2 separate regions of the Urocitellus parryii genome follow, and region 2 is linked to region 1. Evidence: chromatin contacts called from public Hi-C data. All regions are on one chromosome and are shown on one strand. The core of a region is the stretch at or near the end of the contact, and the rest is flanking DNA. Distances in the headings are between cores, read along the strand shown.

What was found. Hi-C and Micro-C count contacts between places; a contact is called where the count stands out from the background.
Region 2: a Hi-C map of liver shows a contact between it and region 1, with 5 times the contacts expected there. The contact joins the promoter of Wdr36 here to the promoter of Slc25a46 in region 1. A contact is called at or near these places in 2 of 2 Hi-C or Micro-C datasets (liver and muscle).

What each region holds. Positions count from the first base shown.
Region 1 is chr1:90,619,033-90,622,437 of mUroPar1.hap1, reverse strand. It overlaps Slc25a46 (solute carrier family 25 member 46), which reads right to left and starts at 1,749. Exons shown (of 8, transcript XM_026391309.2): 1 at 1,348-1,749. The coding sequence starts at 1,630.
Region 2 is chr1:90,953,155-90,956,652 of mUroPar1.hap1, reverse strand. It overlaps Wdr36 (WD repeat domain 36), which reads right to left and starts at 2,016. Exons shown (of 23, transcript XM_026391310.2): 1 at 1,774-2,016. The coding sequence starts at 1,935.

The sequences.
Region 1 (3,405 bases), core at 500-2,999:
GCTGATAACTGTGTAAGTTTTTCAGGTGGCTATCCTTCTCATAAAAATTACACTTACCTTCCAGTAACAGCTGCAAAATAAACCCCTGCTTTTGATAACAAGCTTCTCCTCATTTTAGCCATCAAGACATAACTTAGGAAAAGATAAAACAAACTTTACTACCCAAAAAGATAACTGTAACAATTATATATAGATTTTGAATTACTTAATTTATAACTTACAAAAGCTTTGCAGTATTTTTGTGGAACCAGCAGGACACATTGGAAAGAAAATTAGGTAGGAGTCAAAAAGTAAATTTTATGTCACTGATCTTTCATCACATCTTCAGTAGCTTATTAAACAATCATTCAAGTTTTTTTCCAGTTAAAACAAATAAAATAGTCAAGGAAATTAGTATAAGGCTAATGTGCAGAATATTTTTAATATGTGAGAATATAATTAATCTATTACCCTAATAATTCCAGGTGAATGGAATGAAATATATTTACATTTTACGAATAAAATGGGTGTTGAAAATATCTGGATCATGCAGTGTTGCAGTCAAAAATACCTCTCACTTTACTTCCTGCAAAGAATAAACGTCTTTTGACTCCAAAGTTTTATCATGTAATTGTATCAATGTTTCTAACTCTTAAGTGGATTTTTTACACCAAGAAAGCAGGAAAAAGGAAAATTACAGGAAGGAAAATTTCTAGATTAGAGATCTGAAAAACAAATAGATCTCCCATGATGAAAAGGGTAAAGGAAGAAAATGGATACTGTATTAACTACTATGTGTTCCATATCCTGCTAGACCTTATGCAAGTCATCTCAAAACTTGTAAAACACCCTATCAGGTATTCTACAAGTCTTAGAGATGAGAAAAACTAAGTCTTCCAGTTATTAAAAAAGAAGTCCAGTTTATGAGTGGCAGAGCTAGCCTTAACCCTAATTTGACAATTGTGAAAAGCTTCTCTTTCTGGAACACAAAGCTACAATTAAAGCCATTAATTAAATCGAGAAAAAAAATAATAAAAGCTGCCAAAGTGAATTAAGTAACAACAAATAACCAAATTCCTTTCTTCCTTGATTCAGATCATTGGCACAACCCCTAAAATTTCCTACTATGCACCCTATAGCTAAGGCAGATGTCTTTTTTGGAGGTGATCCGGGAGAAAACGAATGCGTTAAGAGGGAGGAGGCTCACTTCAAGAACAGAGGACGAAAAGAGGGCAGAGGGTGTGGGGCGCGATAGGCCAAGAAGGCGCGGGGGCGGGAGCCTCTGCACAGTTTCCGGGGTCTGCGGGCTTCTCGCACCGCTCAGCCAACCCATCCACCCGCCCCGGCCTCCGGCGCGACGCCCCTCACCAGTGCTTTGCCCCTGCACGCTGGTACTGCAGCCGCCGGGAAAGGGTTCCTCCGCGGGGCCCTCGTGCGGGGTGGAGGCGGAGGGCACGCCATAGGGCGGGCTTTTCTCTCCCCAGTGCAGGTTGCGGCTGCCGGGGATGTCTGGGGGAGTAGTCACCCAGTGGCCTAGGTCCGACCCGGAGGTGAAGGACCTGGCAGGGAAAGCGCCACCAAATCCCTGCTCGTCCCGGCCACCACCCCGGTAGCCCAGGCCATCGAATCCGTCCGGGCGCCGCGGATGCATTGCAGCAGGGGCTGAGCGAGCCCACCCGGAGCCCACCACCACCACCGGGGCAAAGGCGACCTAGGGCCGCACAATTCCCCTTCCCCGGCAGCCGCTGCGTCTGGGGGAATTCTGACAACCGGAAGTCACGACGGGAACACGGAAGTTCCTGGAGCACGTGATCATAGCTCTTCCTGCCATCTTTATAGCACGGTTGCTAGGGAAACACGGAAGCAACCTCCAGCCGATCCTCAAAATTGTCTTCTATTGCGAGGAGGTTGCAAGTGGAGTTAAAGACCGTATCAAAAAGATGCGGCCTGGATGGGAGGAAGTCAAAGATGTTTCTTTACTTTGAGAGGGAAGACTGCGCTCGCCTTAGAGCTAAGCCGCTTAGCTGTTGGCCAGAAATGTCTCGCAAGCACCTATCCCCGGGATGTTTTTTCTCACACTTCTGGTACCTCGCCAGTCCCCAGGGGGCTGGTATAAGTTAAAGCTGTTAGTACGTTCCTACTAGCTTTGTCTACCGCTTTTTTGGCTTTGGGAAAAAATCAGTTGAAAGATTTGGGTTCCCCCAGTGAAACAATATCGCTTTTGAACGAGCGTTAGGAAAGTTCAAGTGAAAATCGAGAACCACCCTCCCCCTCACACACTAAAACAAACCGCCCTCCGGGATTTAGGAATTAAGTATTTTACTTTCTAAGGCTGCAGAGCGACTGTAAACAGTTTTCCTGTTTATTTTACTTGTGCATCTAAATCACCCAGGGTATTTAAATCCCATCTATTATCATTCAAAATCGGGACCACCCCTAGCTGAACGAGGAAGACTTGTGTGGAGTCCCCTACTACCTGTTTTCATGAGCTCCATAGGCTCTTGGGGCAGAGTGTTTCTCCCTAGATCTGACCGAGTCTTGCATGGGTTCTTCCTGTGTCTCTTCTTTCCCACCGGACGCTTAGAATCCCGAGGGCTTTCAGAAGAGAACCCTGACGTACTGTTCTCAATCTTCATTAAAGTGATAATCAACTTCGTTTTGAGTGAATTGTTGTGGTGGCCAGGTTGGGTTGATTCTCTTAATTGTATCCAGTATTACTCCAGTACTAACACCAAATAACTGGACAAGGAATACCAAATTAGTTACTAGACATGACTATAAAAAGTATTTCTCTGCTCCTTAGGGATGATTGGCTCAAGGATGGGATTGTCTCGAGTCCTAAATTTACTGTTTTGTTAAAGGAAAAGCAGAAGTATCGAAGCTCTGCGTATGTGCATGTGTGTTTGTATTTTTAATATGAAAAGATGCCGTCTCACAATTTCACATCCCCATCAGCATTAGTAGAGAAAGGATGAAGTATTAAAAGAAGAACTTCTGGGTAGCCAGTTAAGGAAGAAAATTTTAAAAATCAGTAAAAGTTCCCACTCTCAAATTCCATTCTGTAATGGTGTATTTTTTCTTTGTTTTTTAAAAAATTAAATACTGAAAGAAAATATTAGGTGAATATTTTTAGAGTGGACTGGAAACTTTGTAAGACTAACAGCAAAGTTAAAAACCATTTAAGGAATCAGAGGACGAGTATAATTAATTTGTATAAAATTTAAATGTCTGTTCAGCAAATGAAAAAAGAAAAACAGTTATCCAAATGGAAAGGCAAATCATGGTTTAAACAATAGGTCCTTATTTTTAGTGTAGAGTATTTACCAGTGAATAAAGTAAATCAGTAGAAATCTAGTATGAACAAACAGATTTTTAAAGAATAATAATTGCAAGTGGATAATATTCATATGAAAATTAATAAAATGC
Region 2 (3,498 bases), core at 767-3,266, 330 kb before region 1:
GTATTACCAACATCAACAGCTATTTTTACCTTGTCTATTGTCCAGGTACAAATGCTTATATGCAGGATGTCTCACAATGGGCAGTAATACAACAATGGCCATAGGAGAGAGCCCTTGAAGAACAAGTTAATGACTTGGGATCATTAGTGCCATTGTGTTTACCCCAAGTTATTTTTAGTTTCAGAGATCATAGCCCAGAAAATTGGTTGGTGTAACAAACACAGAGTCCTCAGGTAATAAGCATTTTATGCCATTTTACAGAAATTTAAAAAAATGTATCATCCCCACCCGCCTCCAAAGAAAGCATCACAAGATCTAAAGGACATCTTAAAACACATTTTTATGACTAAATTTCAATGTGCAAATAATAGTAAATTTTTTTATAAAATGTTAAAGATGTTACTCTCCTAACAATAGGATTTCTTTGGAAGGGGCGGGGGATGTGTTTGTGCTTAACAAAATGTTAGGAAAGACACTGTACCAAACATATGATTTCAAAAGGAGATACAGAATTTTGAGACTTTTAAGTCTTTCTGGGTACAGTGATGTGGAAAAAGGAATGTTGGCAAGCTACAAATATAAATTTGACATAACCATTTACACAATAAAGGCAGTAAAATTATCCATTTATTTACTAGAGGATTTATTTAAATAAAAATGTGCTCATTAAATTTTTACTCTAAAGGTGGAAAAAGTTTTCTTTAAATGAGAAAATTACAAAAGTTATGTTTCAGGGAGGAAAACTTTAGCAAAACCAAAAATTGGCAAGTAAGAAAGAAGTGGGAAGAATGGTATCAATAAATACTCCCACATGATTTATGTCATTCTGACCCAACTTTCTCCATCACCATCCCAGGCTTCCAGAAACCCAACTCTCTTCACCTCACCCCATCCTTCTTTTCTTTTTACATTTACTCAACTAGCTCCCAATTCCCACTCTTCTTGTTAATAACCTCTTTAATTTTCACAGTTCTTCAAGGAAAACAACTCTACACCATGCTTTCCAGAAAAAGTGCTTAATAACCTTGGCTATTACCACCTTCATCATATTCCTGCTTTCCACACAACTTACATTATTTTGGAGAAGACAAGAGAAAGAACAACAAAATACTATTTCAATTAGTGGTAAATTTGGGGAAGGGGGAATCCATCATTAATAAGCAGCATGTAACTTTAGTTTCCTAATACTTACTTTCCTAAGTTATATAAGGGTGCTACAAAATTAGTAAAAAACTACCTTGCAAAGAAATTGCTGCAAAGCTTAGAGTGAAACGGCGCCAGATATTCAAAGTTGGTTGAAAACAGATGCTCAGGGGAAGTTCGGGGAAACTGGATTGCCATCGAATGTGAAGAGTCCCTTAAATCATCAACTCACCCTTCCAGTCCTCCTAAATGTATTTCAGTCCGGATTTCTAACCCAGTTTGTGTCGTCAGTTACACAATAAGTGTCTAGCGAGTCGTCTAAGGGCTTATCTTATTCATGTTCGCATCCTCTGGGAGGATCAATAATTATCTACTAAACAAATATGATACTTTAACACTGAGACATTCTCAAGTATTCATTCCTTAGCCAGGTTCCCTCCGAACTGCAAGAGCTAAAGCAGCGGCACCAGGGTTCAATGAGGGTGGCTAAATAGAACTGGGTGGGGTTACGGAAAAGAAGAGCAGAAAGGGAAATCCTCGTTGGGTGGGAGGGGAGAGCGGGAATGCCCCAGGACAGAGCTGGGAGCCGAGGAGGGTAGTTCTCGGGAAACCGGCAAAGAAATCACTCACGTCATACGTGTGGAAGCTCTTGCCCACGCAGGTCGTAACGTAGAACCGGCGCTTCAGCGAACTGAACCGCACCACGTGCGGGATATCATTACTAAAAAGCCCCAGGGCTCGGAATCCAGCGAACAGTGAGCTCGCCGAGCGGCCTTCCACGTGGCGTTCCATCTCTGCCACGGTCCCAATTCCTTTCGGCTCCGGTCCAGAGGGAAACCGCGCACGCTGCACCTCAGCACGTCTCGAGAAGAACCTTTGCCAGAGCTGGAAACTTGCGACCGCTTCCGGTACCTGCTGCCAATGGCGTTTGTGCGGACTGCCCTTAGTGCAATATGCAAAGAGCTCCCTCCTCAGCCCGCAGGAGATGGGCGACTTTGGTTCCGCTGGCCTCCGTGTCCACACGTTGTTCTGCGTGCGCTCTGGCTCTGTAGCTGGTGGAACCTTATGGTTGGGGAGCGGGAATCGCTGCGCCCTGGAAGGATAAGCTTGTGATGATGATGATGATGATGATGATGATCATTTTAAAAAGTACAAACCCCCGAGATTATCGAGAATATCCGAATACTGGATATTTGATGATACATAGAAGTTACAGTTAAATTTTAAGTCTATGATAGTAGTAAAGATCCTATGTTTTGAAGATACATATTTACAGATGAAATGATTACAAAATGTGTGAGGATTTACTCCAAAATAATTTTAAATGAGAAGCCGGATTTGATGAAATAAGATTAATAATTGTTGAAGCTAGGGAATTGGAGCGTTCATAATGCTATACTTTGGTATAAGATGGAACTATTCCATAATAGAAAACATTTTTGCTTTTTAATATTCCACTTAATCATGGAAATATATATAATTTTCATTACCAGATGTATATTTTTAAAGTTTTCCGAGTTGTGAATAAAGCAGGCAGATATTGCTTTTTTTTTAATGTTTTTTTTTTTTTTCCTTTTTTGGTACCAGGGATTGAACCCAGGAGTGCCTTATCATGGAGCCACATCCCAGCCCTTTCTTGTATTTTATTTAGAGACAGGGTCTCGATAAATTGCTGAGGCTGGTTTTGAACTCATGATCCTGCTGCCTCAGCCTCCCAAGTCACTGGGATTACAAGCATGTGCCACCATGCCCGGCCAAATATTGATTTTATACTCAGAATAAATACTTTTCAATATATTGGGAGCTTGGGAAGCTGTGAAGATGGCCTTAGGCCTGAGCCTAAGCAACTCCATTTCAAAAACTCCAATTTGAAACCTGCAGTGTCACCAGGCACAGCCAACAGATCCCTCCAGTAAGACCACAAACACATTACTTCCCCTCTCCCTGATAAACAGAGTGAAGTCTCTGGCAGGCTGTCCTAGCCTGACAAGAGGGAAAGGGGAAAAGATCAGGGTAGAGACCACCAGACCAGATGTTTCTGACCCCAGGGTAAATGGTGTCATGGAGAAATATGGTGGAAGCTGATATGGATTGAAAGGGGGTTCAAAAGCCCCAAAATTTAGTGTAAATAATAGAGTTAATGAAAAGGGATTTCACCAGCTGAAACAAGGATGTACTGGAGCTGGAGAGCCTAATGAGGACCTGACATCTCATCACTTGTCATCATTTCTTGATCCTCTGTGTGGTCTTCATGGCTCTCAAACTCTACCGCCTCGTCTGGACCTTGGTGAGAGCCATAACTTCTCCATACCGCCCTCTCCTCAACCAGTCATCCACTCCATACCAGGAAAAGCC